2 separate regions of the Mus musculus genome follow, and region 1 is linked to region 2. The links are chromatin contacts, called in public promoter capture Hi-C maps. All regions are on one chromosome and are shown on one strand. Each heading gives the region's core, a stretch centred on a gene start, on an enhancer-like site or on the middle of the called end of the contact. The rest is flanking DNA. Distances are from core to core; before and after follow the strand shown. Region 1 overlaps Hivep2 (human immunodeficiency virus type I enhancer binding protein 2). Region 2 overlaps Aig1 (androgen-induced 1).

Region 1 (6,667 bases), core at 3,588-6,087, 280 kb after region 2:
AATGTGACTTACTGGTTGTTAGATATGCTTTTTGGACCTTGGTTATAACTATGGTCTTGCAGACATTGCATTAGCTGATGGATTTGTGTGGGAGACTTGGTGCTGCTAATACCAGAGGAGGACAGCAACTTGCAGCCTTAGGCTGGGGGAAAGGAGTGGGGACGATGACGCTGCAGGAACGAGGAATCAAACAGACATTCACCTACCTCCTGTAGACTGGAACTCATTTTCAAAGGCACATCAGCCTGGAAGAAGTGTATATAGTAGGCATTCAATATGTGCTTGAAAACGCCATAAAGCAATCAGAAACATTAAGTAAGCAGTCACAACTGGCAGTCACCGGTGAACATGGGTTTGCCTAAAAAAAATCAAATTTGCATTTTACTGTTCTTTGCTGTATAACTTTTCTGTGCTCTAGAATAGCAATACTTCATGGATCACTTCAAATCAAGCAACCTATCTACCTACCACCTCCCTCCCTCCCTCCCTCCCTCCCTCCCTCCCTCCCTCCCTTCCTCCTTTCCTTCCTTGGATCAAAACTAGGCTCCTGCACATTCTGCCATGAATAGCATCACCAACCCCTAAGTTTGTTTGATTGATAATAATTTATCAATTCCATACCGATGTGTGGAATACTTTGTGACACTTTCATGAAAATGGGCAATTGTAGTAGAACCAGGCCCTATGCAAAATGGCAGAACAAGCACTTGGAGTTTGCTTGTCAAACCTCCTTTTAGGATAACTCGGGAAGAGTCGCTCTTCTCATGTACATTATTTGACTTTGTGTGCTGGTGTGTGCATGCATGTGTGGTATATGTGTGGTGTGTGTACTTCATGAGTTCGTGTGTGTCCTCATGTGTGTGCTGTTATTTCCATGTGCATGAACTTAGGTGTGTATGTTGTGCAAGGTGCATTTGTGTGGTGTGTGTGTTTGCCGTATGAGTTTGTGTGTGTGTTATTATGTGTGCATGAGTGTGTTGTGGTGTAGGTGTGGGCACATGTGTTTATGTGTCAGTGGTCATGTGTGTGCTTCTGTGTATGGATGTGTTTATGTGTATATGCGAGTGCGTGATGTGTATATTCATGGGTTTGTGTGCATCTGTGTGTGTGTGTGTGCATGTGTATGTTTCCAGCACATGAAGATCTTCCCTAGTATCTCACAACCACTTGACACTTAACACTAGCACTCTTGACACTTTGAAGGTGAACAATGAGTTAGCTAGGAGAGTCCTTTTTTTTTTTTCCGCTAGGAGAAAGATGTGTCTAAGTAAAGCTTGTGAGATTGATGGGACACATCTTGCACATCGGTATCTGTGCCCTTCTCTCATCTTTCCATGCTACTTCCAAATCTTCAGTTCTCAAAACTCAACTACAGTTCCCCCTGTAGCTGAGGAGGATCGATCCTTCTGTTAGAGAGGCCCTTTTACTGAGAGATGCAGGAGTCCTGTCTCTGGCAATGTTCTACTGGTCCAGTCATCACAGGGTTTATTCAAGTGAAGGCTGACTTTATTTTGGAGAGTTCTTATCTTAAGGCTGGCAGGTTTGTCTGAGTCTTTTCTTAAAACTATGATTTAGCATATATTTTTAACCTGAAAGAAAAATTAAGATCGTTGGAGGCTCTTATAGTGCCTGAGAGGTTTGTTGGGGAAATATTAGCCTTTTGCAAAATTCACTGAAGTCTCATTAAATTAATTTTTTTAGAATAACTCAGGAAGAGTAGAGATTGATGGCAACCAGTCCTATAAACAATGGGGTTCTTCAAATATCTGTCTTTTATGAGTATACTCTTTTTCTTGGCTAATTTAATGAAAATAATATATTACAATCCACAAGTAAATATCTGATCTGAAGAACTGTTTTCTTCCAAGACAAGAAAGGCCAACAAACCACTTAGATAGAAGCAGGGATACTTGGGCTTTCTAAGTTTCAATTACACATTGGAGATGAATGTTTGGAAAATACTCTCAATATTAACTAAAGAGCGAGAAGCCTGCTAGTGACAGAGCAGCCAGCCTGTACCCAGTTAAAGAAACCATACTTACCTCCTGCTAAGGAGTCTAAGTTCAGAGGAGCCTGAGATGGTTTTCTGTTTTTGTTTTCAAGGCTATAATGTAATCACAACATTTTGCCCTCCCCTTCCCCACTCCTCCAAACACTATCAGTTACCAAGCCTTACTCTCTTTCAAATGCATGGCCTTATTTTTGCATTTTATTTTTCTTACATGCATAAGTGTATATGTATTCCTAAATCTAACCTGCTTAGTCTGTATAATATTAAAAATATGTATGTTTTCAGAGACGACCTTTTGGTATTGGATAACTAGTGGGCAAGCTCTTCCCTTGGAAAGACTGTTTGATTTTTTTTTTTTCCTGTCTCAGCGCTCCCTAGTTGCCTGTACTTCTTTACATAAGGTTGAAGCCTTGTGGGGTTTCCCTGTCTATTTTGACATCGTTGCTGTCTTTGTTTAGCTCATGTTTAGGTAGTCACGTTGGTGAGACTTTATGGCGTAGTTTCTGACATTACTAGGAGACACAATCTCCCAGCAAATTCTCTGATCCTCTGGCTCTTAATTCTTTCTGCCCCTCTTCCACGATGTTGCCTGAGCCTTAGATGTGGCCGTTGTTCTCTAGATGCATCCCTTCCACAAGTCTGCATTTGCATGGACTGTAGTTTTCTGTAATGGTCTCCATCTGTTTCAAAGACAAGTTTCCTTGGTCACAAATGAGGACACATACTTATCTGTGGGCATAATGAGAAATATTTAGAAGGTAGTTAAAGGCTATGTTGCCTCAGGGAAGTGGTGGTTGTAGGTTCCCCTCCAAGATCCATGTGACTCACTAGCCTTGTGTGTTCACTGGGTTTCTGCAACCCGGAGACTTTTTAAAACAACATTCATCAGCAACCTTTATGGCAAACTTAGTATTTATTAAATGTGATTTTTGTCACCTGGTGATTTTCATACAAATCTAATAACCTAAAAGTAAAGTTGTTTTTTTTTTTTAAAGTGGTACGTTGTAAAAAACAATGTACCACATATTCATTTCTAGGAAATGAAATCAAGAAACCAGCAGTTTGGGGAAATATTTTTCTTTTATTTTGATGGAGAAGCCAAGCTTTAAAAGATCACTTAAAATTAATGGGAAAATTAATTTTCCAAGAGAGTTTGACTATGTCTTCATTTTAATAATGAAAATAATTGCCTAGCTTGCAGGACTATAAGTGATTGCCTGTCTGGGCAAACTCACTCCAATCAATTCTGTGATATTCATCTTAATATCATTGGAATCTCTGCGTTAACATCACAGTAATGTTCTACAAGGTCAGAGCATAACAATGTCACTAAGGTTTGTTGATTTCCAAGAGAAAACCAAACTTGCAATAATTCAGGTTAAGTCACAGAATTATACATCTGTTGGGTCTACTTTCTTCTTCTTTGTGTGAAGTGGTGAAAAGGGAGCAGTAATCTGAAACTTCAGAGATAAGAACGTGGTCTGAGAAAAGTATGTCCCATTTCCGGTAACCCTTGTACAGCCAGAACTAAGGGCATTTCCCTGGTCTCAGCTTGTCAGCCATTCACAGGGGATGCCTGGTCAGTGGAGGTGGCTGGCAGTAATAGTGAATTGGAATTTGTGCTGATCTACTGAGAGCTGAGCTCTCTCTGTCTTTCTTACCTCTTCCTGTGGTGACTGTTAGATACCCAGTTACGGAAACTGCACAGAGTTGTTGCCTAAAACTTTCAGTTATCTATGGCATCTTGGCTCCATTTATGTCTTAGATGATGCGAATGCAAAAGAGTTCAATGATTTGTTCTCCTTTTATGCTGAGAGATGACATGGGTTTTGTTTGTTTGACTTTAGTATAAGTTCCTATTACAAAGGGACTTTATTTTCACTCTTTGAAAATGAGCAGACAAATCTTTATTTGTAAGGAAAACGAAATTTCAAGTAAATAAAAAAAAAATCACATCCCACAATTAACCAAACCCGCAGTCTTTGCAACTCAGTAGAATTTTGTACAATTAGAATAGGCATTCGGAATAGAAGCTGTGCAGCTTCACATTAAATTTTACACTTTTGATAGCAATAATATCTTATGCACCACCCAAGCCCTCTGCCCAAAAATCCAGAATGGACTTAGAACTAGAAAAACAATTAACCTTACAGCCTCTTCTAAAACTCACACTCATTATCTGGATTCAGTTCCCTCCTCAATCTCATATGTTAGCCTTTGTTGTTTTCTGTTCTTCATGTGATACTGTACCCACATGTGTATATACTCACATGTATACATATATTATTTTATACATGATATTTCTCTCATATTCCACATACAAGAGAAAATGTTTTTGCTTTGTTTTTCCCCCTTTCTGAGGCTGTGTGACCAGGCTTCTTTTGAATATGATTCTCCTCCTCCTCCTCCTCCTCCTCCTCCTCCTCCTCCTCCTCCTCCTCCTCCTCCTCCTCCTCCTCCTCCTTCTTCTTCTAAGAGATGCTATTTGAGTATGGTGGTATTTTCTTTTCTTTCATTTTTGGCTTTCAGACATTCTTTCTCTTCCTCTAATGGGAAGCAGCCATGGTCCTTGTCTTTGATGACATTTCCAGGTTAGAGAGGAGCTTGACAGCTGTCATTTTGAGTGTTCACAGTGGTTGATTTGAGGCAAGAAGAACCAAGTTTAAAACAGAAAATAAATCCAGCATTTGCTTAATAATTTGCTCTTGGCTGCGGTAGAATCTTATCTGGCCACCCACATTCATCTGCTTGCTGACGTGGCTTCTGCCTCAATCGCAGAAGCTATTTTTTGTGCCTTTTGTGTCTTTAGAGGAACCAACTGGGCCTGCTTGCTTGTAATGAGTCATATCTTAAAGTGCATAGGGTGTCCCAAAGTCCTACTTCAGGGGTGCAGTAAGGTGATGAGGGGAAGGGAGGAGGGGTGAGAACCCTCGAAGTCTTTGTAAGAGGTGGTCCCAGGACATGGCACCTTTTCACTGTCGGGTTGTGGTTCTTTAGTTCTTTGGCAAAAGTTTTGGGATCATCTTGCCACACTATAGACCAAGGTGCTGTTGCAGTCTTAATTAATAAATATACAGTGTCCATCTGTGGGCATGGCAGTCATTTTTTTTTTTTTTTTTTTTTTTTTAGTATTCTGATGTCCTGTGTAGCCCAGATTGACTTAGAATTTGCTTATCTTCTGCCCTCAGCTTCCTGAGTTCTGGGATTGCAGGTAGGCAATACCACACCAAGATGTATAATATTATTTTTTTGTTAACCTTTTATGCATAGAGTCAAAAAAATCTCAGATGGTATACTTGGGTTAAGTAATGTGATCTTCCTTGAATTTCTTTATACTAGATTTAGATAAATATTAATTCATAGTATAATAAAGTTCTTTTCTTTATTACTTACTAGTATCTATGAAGGAGCTCTAGTTTTTTCTCTTTTTTTGGTTTTGGATTCATAGTTCAGAAATTAATTTTAGCACAGAATGTAGCAGCTGAAAAGGAATTTTTATGAGGTTGTCTGAGCGTATGAAGTTACCTGATGATGACTCTCTATAGAAGCTTCGTGGGGAACCTCTGAGACCAGGAGACAGAATGGCAGCTTGAACTGCAGGGCCACAGCTTCCATGCTTGGTGCATTTGATTTGATTTTGTGCCCACAGTGCACATATGTGTGCAGTTGCACACACATGCACATGGAGGCAGACTTTGGGTGTCCTTCCTTAGGCACACTGTCCACTTTAGTTTTTGAGACAGTCTCTCCCTGGCTCGGAACTCACTGAGTATGCTACACTAGCTAGCTAGTGAACCCTGGAATCTGCCTAGCCCTGGCTGGGGATCAAACTCATGTCCTCAGGCTTACCAAGCAAGCACATTATCAACTGAACTATCTCCTTAGCCACAGTACATCTAGTTGTAACTATAGCATTGTGTTTTAAATTGCTTCTACTCTGTTACAAGAAATTCTCTTTTAATGAAAATATTTATTCAAAGATTTGCATTATGTTAAAAGAGAAATTTTTTGTAACATTTTTTTTAATTAGGTATTTTCCTCGTTTACATTTCCAATGCTATCCCAAAAGTCCCCCATACCCACCCCCACAATCCCCTACCCACCCACTCCCCCTTTTTGGCCCTGGCGTTCCCCTGTACTGGGGCATATAAAGTTTGCAAGTCCAATGGACCTCTCTTTGCAGTGATGGCCGACTAGGCCATCTTTTGATACATATGCAAGAACTCCGGGGTACTGGTTAGTTCATATTGTTGTTCCACCTATAGGGTTGCAGTTCCCTTTAGCGAGAAAATTTTTAAATTAAAGTAATGCTTTTTGAGTGATACAATCCCAAATTTTAGTTTTTGAGAGCTGGCAGTTTCTGTGGGTGAAGACACACAGCATGCCCATTAAGTTAACTGTCAGCACCAACAGCTTGAATGTTCTTGTTCATCCTTCAGGTTCTCAGAATTTGTCTGTGAACTTCAGTGAAGAGAGTTGGGAAGCAAAAACATTGTGATGTAGTTTATTGATATGAGGATAACAGGTTAATAACTAAAGTTCATTATTCTCTCCTATTGATTTCATGTGTGTTTGGAAAAGCAGTTTGGCTCTACAGTGAATGCATATATAAACACCCTCAGCCTGACAGGTGTGCTCCATTTAGAGAGAAATACC
Region 2 (6,783 bases), core at 4,274-6,773:
TTGTCTGCCACAGGAGTGAGAGCTGGCGACAAAGAATTCAATTAATTAAACAGAAAAATCCACCCTGATTTGGAACAAATTTCTATTTTAGATGCTGAATTAAATGGCTAACTTAGGTTATTAGTACTTATGAAATCAAATCTTTCCACAGTACTGTAGAGGTGCTATGACCACTGTATACTACAGTTACCCGTTTTACTGTTCCCAAATCAATTACAAATGGAATCATTCACAACGGCCACACTTTCCTTGGGCCAGAGCATGGTGGGTGAGAACCAGGAAATAGAACAAACCAATAATTTGTCAATTTCCTGAACTAGGGTCAAAGTTGTGGATGTTGAGTGCAACCGGGCAGCATACCAAGACATAGCTAAACAAAACTTTAGAAGGGGCAGGAATATGATCCCTGGGTCCAATCTTACCTACTTTACACCAAAGGTAGATTAAGAAGTCTTCTGACTTCTTCAAGTGGAAATAATTTGCTAATGACCTATTTTTAAGCGATACAATTCTCCTTACCTTATAGAACTTGGCAAATACTTGAGCGAGGGGAAAAGGCATTCCCACATTGGCAGTGGGAAGTCTGTAGAAGTTTTGTATATGGTCCCTCACTTGAGCACAGAATAAGGCGATGAAAGTTCCTAGAAACATCTGTTTCCAGCTGTGAGCTCAGCCTCATAGCACACATGTTGTTAGCAGCGTAGGCTTTGGGGAGCTCCCTCAAACCCTGCTATTACTAGTCAACCAAAGCAGTAGTCATGCTCCAGTTTTACTCAGAATTTAAACTGGTTTCAGTTTCCATGACTTCCAGTCTATTGTTGCTGTATAAATAGCCAGAGCGGGCGCTTCGAAGATTGCCACAAGTGGAAATGAAGCAGAAGTGTGCAAAGCATCAGGTTCTGATCACCAGAGATGAGTCAGAGAACAACTCTATGCTTAGGGAATTTCTCAAGTCATATCGTAAGACTAAAGATGTCTGGATCTCTGTCAGCTCCCTGTCAGCCCTCACAGAGTGTGGGCGAGGCATTGATGACCACACCAGGGAGTGCTATTCTCTGTGACTGTTGGTCAACATCCAGTGTCCTGTGTGACCAATACCAGGGAGGATTCAAATGAGAGCTGCAATGAGATAGCATTTTCTCATCAAAATAGAGATACAAATAATTCTAACTCAGCCAGAAAGCTCATTGTGGGAATGCAACTCAGACAAACACTGTGAATAACAACAGAGATGTAATAGTGTAGAGATTGCCGTGCTCTCTTGATCTGGTGACTCAGTTTCCTAACAGCAGCGGTTCTCAACTTGTGGGTTGACACCCCACTGGGAATCAAATGACCCCTTCATGGAGGTCGCCTAGAACCACCGAAAAACACAGATATTTACACTATGACTCACGACAATAGCAAAGTTACAGTTATGAAGCAACACGACACACAATTTTATGATTGGGGGCTCACCCACCGTATTAAAGAGACACAGCATAGAAAGGCCGAGAAGCACTGCCCTAAAGAAACCTCGGTATGTGAGAAAGTCAGCGTCAGCTCGCACTGCTTTACCAGAGTTGAAGCAATGACATGTTGTTGTTGTTGTTTTTAAATAGTGGACTGAATAAACTATGCTCGACTTATGCAAGAAAACTCTCACCTCATAACAAAAAGGTTTCAATCTTTGCAACAAAAAAATAGTGAACTAAAAACAGAGGCAGGAAATGGCATATTTTGACACTATTAAAATAAATCATGAAACAAATATAAGGACATGGTACGGGCACGTGCAGTGAGCAGGAAGAAACACCCAGAGATCAATAACACTGAATTCAGACTGGAGGGCTGGCTTGGCCTTGAGACAATTTGCTGCCTGTCTACTCCTGAGGATCTGACGCCCTCTCTGGTCTCTGGGAGCACACACATGTGGTGTACACTCGAACAGGCACACACAAATAAAACTACATAAACAGCACTAAACTCAAGTACTTCTGGAAAAGAAGAGGCCATAAGAGGAACATAGGCGCTCCAGTTGTGTTGATAATATTTAACTTTCATAACTGATCACTGAGTAGGTTGAAACTCTATTATTTTCTCTATTGTGTTTCAGTTCATCTTTTTTCGTATCCTATGCTACTATTTCAATCCTTTCCCTGTAACTCAGCCCCTCTAATTTTAAGGGCCGGGTAATCAGTGCAGGGTTGGGTGAGCTCAAAAAACCTAGTGGTGCACTATGTGCAAAAATCCGACAGCATCATTTTTTTTTCTACAGGAAAAGAAAATAGAAATTTGGCTTGGTGCCAATGAAGCGTAAGTATCTGGAACTCACTCGTGTGTTTTATGTAACCCACAGAATAAGGAAATTCACCCGGGAGACAGGCGCAAGGAAGAAGGCCTAATTTAGATTTCCATCATACTTTCCATGCAGGAATTCGCTACTATTCTTCATGTAAAAGCTCTAGGATACAGTCAATGGTACACTTGGTGCCTTCAATTGATGAACTAACATAAAATATTTGGATTTTCATGTAAATATATGAGTCAGTCTTTTTCAGATACAGATGTGAAGGCTCTTATAACTATTAGTTACATAGATGAAGCATACCTTACTTACTCATATGAGAAATTCTCAGTCACAGTGAGAAAAATCTGAGCGTCACCATGGCACAGTGGGTAGTGACACCGTACGTGACGTCATCTGATGGGTCAATGTCAAAATGCAAATCTGCAGCATCATTTCTAAATCTAAAACCCTTCATCTGCGATACGTAAATGGTGTTTTATGAGCCAATCAATTAAGAATATTGTATAAGATTACTTTCCAAATAAGTGTACAAGGCACACAAAAACTGGATTTTGTGTTAGACATCCCATCCTCAGGCCAGGGGATTGTATGCACATTATGTACAATATAAACCCTCCAAATCCAAACCAAACACAACATCCAAAATCCATTAACACTCCCGATTCCAAGCATTTTTGATAAGGCATATTCAACCTGTATCACATAAAAAATTGATACTGATAAACCTGAATTTTAAATGAATAAATGACTAGTTGTTTTTTGGGGGGGAAGCATACTTTTATGAAGCTATCGAAGGAAAAGGAAGAGGAGAGAAGTTGAAAACAGAAAGGAAAGGTGGAAAACAAACTCACTCTAGTAGAGGAGAAAACCAAAAGAATTTCTACAAAGAGACATGCACTAAATAGCACGTGGGAGCTCATATCTCAACTTGACAGAGCTAGAAACCCAAGAGACAAACATTTGAGCACATCTGTGAGAGTTTCTAGATTAGGCTAAATGAGATTGGAGACCCACTCTAAATGTAGGAGCCACCACACCTTAGCCTGGGGTCCTAGAATGAACCAAATACAGAAAGTGAGCAGGGTACCCACATTCATACCTCTCTCTCTCTCTCTCTCTCTCTCTCTCTCTCTCTCTCTCTCTCTCTCTCTCTCTCTCTTTCCCTCCCTCCCTCCTTCTCTCTCCCTCTCTCTCTCTCTCTCCTTGTCTCTGGCTGCCAAGGTAACCCCTTTCTTACCTTGCTTCATCAGCAACCTTGTCTCAACCATGAGGAAAGTCATTAATATTCTAAACAACAGAACTTGAACAGCTAATGGTATGCAGAATCAAAGTGTATCCTCGCCCTATGCAACGTGTCACCGAACGCATTTGTCCACTCACAAGTACTTGGTGGCTTCCCTGCATCTCTAGTCATCCCATTTGCCTCTCTCCTGCCTGCATACAGTGACCTCAACCTCCCCAGAACTCCTATGAGCACTTCTCCAAGTGAGAATGCACCAAGGAGAGGGAGGCAAGACGAATGGTTTCCTAGAGCCTCAGCCTAAGGAGAAAGAGGGAACTTGGCTGGTAGTTAGTGTTTCTTTAACAGAACAAGTCAGGGATGCAAATCCATGGTAATATGCTTGCCTGAGATGATAAAGGTCATGGGATCCTAATACCCACCAAAGAATGGAACAGTCTGTTGTTAGCTTTCATCATCAAAAGATGATGTAACATGTCTAAAACATTCCACCATTCCTTCACCAGTGAGTTGACTTTGGGTTATTTGCTTAAAGAAACAGTTGGCCAATACTGAAACACGATTTGGATTTCTACTACATTTACTAGAGTTTGATTCCCATGGACAGTTACCAGATCCCACGGGGAACATCTAATGCCTCAAAGTACTACCCTGTCTTCTTGAAACTCACCACACTGCTTACAGTGTAATTTTACATGGAGACGCACATGCGAGTCTTAAGCAGGGTTACCTTGAAGAATCATTTGGCTCCAACCACTCTGCAGAGCTGGCATTTCCAACCCGTCAGCTCAGCATGACCTGGATGTACACCATCTGGCCGTGCGTTTCTAGCAGGCTGGTTGCTTGTGTTGTTTTCCACCACATGGAAACTCAGTGGCCCATTGCATCCTGTCGCTCCCAAGAATTGATCAGAAAACAAAACCATCTCAGGGTATTCTGGAGCCACTGAGTGTTTGATCCTCTAGAACGTGCATTCTCCACAGTCCTTCTGCACTGCTTCTCCACCTCCCCTTCCTATCCGGAAGTCATGTCTTACTTAATGATCCACTTATGAATGAGGGCTCATTTTCACGAGAATAAATATTCCATGCATATTTTCACACACTATCAATTTGAAATAAAGATTGAGTGGCATTTTCTTTTTCTGTGGAATGTATTAAATGCTTGCCATATTCTGTACATTGGGGGAAAGTCCCTAGACTCCTAGCATCTATTCCTAAACAGATACGGTCTTTCTGTCCAGAACATATTTTATTTGACTCCAGTATACCTGCAGTTTATTAAATGGAATGAAATTGCTTTAAATTATAGTTCATTCATCAAATTATGTTATTAACTGGTTAGTATTTTAAATATTCCTACTGAACTGAACTCAAGTAAGAGACAAAACTGCACCAAAATAGAGAAAAAAATAAAAGCAACATGTGAAGTAAGAAATGCAAACATTACTTACAGAATTTTAAGAGAGCAGAGTGTAGCTGCCTTGATTTGATCTATTAGGGTTTCCTGGCTCCTGTCTACACTAGTAGCGGTGCTGTCCTTCTAAAAGACGGGGCAAGGAGTGCCATGTGGGTCTTGGAGACCCTGTTATTTTCAAGTTAGCTTTTACCGTAGTACACAGAAGCAACACGATGGAGGGAGCTCAAGGGTGGGGTGGCAACGGGAAGTGAAGTGGCACGGGGCATGGAACGAGGAACTGGGGAGAGAACAGATGGGAAGGAGGCAGCCAGAGTTATCGTGTTATACATAAAGGCCTGGAGGAGCTTCTGTGAGACAAGAGCATTAATTAAGGCGGAAATGATGAAGAAATAAAAAACCAAACCTACCTGGGATTTTCTAGTTAGAGACTATAAGGGCATAACCTGGCATTGGATGAATCTATGTATATTGCAAAGAATATATACAATGCAAAGAAGAGAAGACAGTAGACTGTATGTTGTTTATTTATTCCTATAGTCTGACTACATGTGCCATATACATACATATATGATATACACATATGTGACACATACATATATGTGACATATACATATATAGGACAGATGTTTGTGTGACATACACATATATAAAATGAATTATATATCTGGAAGACACAGAGATTTCTCCCCTGCAGAAAAGTCAATAAAACCTTCAGGAAAGTGGTATGAACTCTGGCCCCTCCTGTATTTTTTCCTCCCATCATATGAAGCCTCGCAGTGCAGGAATGGCTGTTTTGTTTTTAGTTCCCAAAAGCTGCAGTGATCTTCTTACTGGAAACCAGCCCCTACAGTGTCTGTGTGGGAGGGGGGAGCTTCCTGAAGGAGTTGGGCAACACATGGGAAGGAGAGACACACCATCACCCAGAGGGACTGTAACACAAGCTCTTTGAGGAAGTCCCCCCTTCCACAGCTCTCTGACTCCTTAGTAATGCATGTCTTCTCCTGTCATGGGATCAAGAGCGAAGGCCAAAAGTAACTCAGCAGCACGAGGTAAGCGACTCACTGCAGAGCCGGACAGGAGAGCTCCGCAGAGATCTGCCGTGCGTTTGTTTTCACGGTCTTCCCCCCAGGCACGTCTGAACATCTTATAGCCATTGCACAGTCACAAAGTGGGCGGTCATCCGTGACTGGGGGATCCATGACCGGTTACATGTTTAAATGCTACACTGCAAAGTCATCAATGTGTTTAAAAGTATTTCATGCTCCCTCCCGCTGAGACTATGTCCATCAATTCCCCGGCTGGTGAATTGTCCTCCCTGACCCGTGGAGGTCAGCCTCACCAAGCCAACATGGACCTATCACGCAAATGACTGAAAGTGTCACCTAAGTGACCTGCTTGGAGCCTGGCCATTTTCAAGAAGCCTTTACCACAGGCATTTCTGAGGAGATGGACTAACTGCACCACGAAGCTCCGTGGTTTGCAGGCTGTGATTTAAAACCCCCCCGCTCATGTGCGCAGATGTTTACCTCATAGCACTCCGTCTCATTACTGGAAATCTATGGAACGAGCCATAAGTCAGCACTAGCAAGAGATACATTTGGCCATAACAAAAGAATGATAATCCTTTCAGTCAGAAATAATATGCTATGATAAGCAGCATGGGAAGACAAGACTTGTCAAGGAAAATCGTAACAATATTTAAGTACAAGGTGGACAGTTACCTAGAGAAGGTATTGACATATGTTCCCCACAGGCAAGGGTACAGTCAAACCACACTGCATAAAAACTCAGTAAGGGGACAGCAGCCAACTTTCCACGGACTCCCTTCTCTGGA

The links. Capture Hi-C pulls out chosen DNA fragments and counts their contacts.
Region 1: a contact with region 2 is called in a promoter capture Hi-C map of adipose tissue. The contact joins two enhancer-like sites. A contact is called at or near these places in 2 of 9 other capture datasets (adipose tissue and liver).

What each region holds. Positions count from the first base shown.
Region 1 is chr10:14,112,379-14,119,045 of GRCm38.p6, forward strand. All of the region lies in intron 2 of Hivep2 (human immunodeficiency virus type I enhancer binding protein 2), which reads left to right. It overlaps Gm51759 (a long non-coding RNA gene), which reads right to left. Exons shown (of 3, transcript XR_003948830.1): 3 at 152-358. Among named protein-coding and RNA genes, the nearest start is that of Gm51759, 12 kb to the right of the region's middle. Within about 2 kb of position 4,838, at least 25 of the 459 cell types and tissues checked have an H3K27ac peak or open chromatin away from gene starts, as enhancers often do. A contact at or near this core is called in adipose tissue, where this site is marked.
Region 2 is chr10:13,831,943-13,838,725 of GRCm38.p6, forward strand. All of the region lies in intron 1 of Aig1 (androgen-induced 1), which reads right to left. Among named protein-coding and RNA genes, the nearest start is that of Aig1, 34 kb to the right of the region's middle. Within about 2 kb of position 5,524, at least 38 of the 459 cell types and tissues checked have an H3K27ac peak or open chromatin away from gene starts, as enhancers often do. A contact at or near this core is called in adipose tissue, where this site is marked.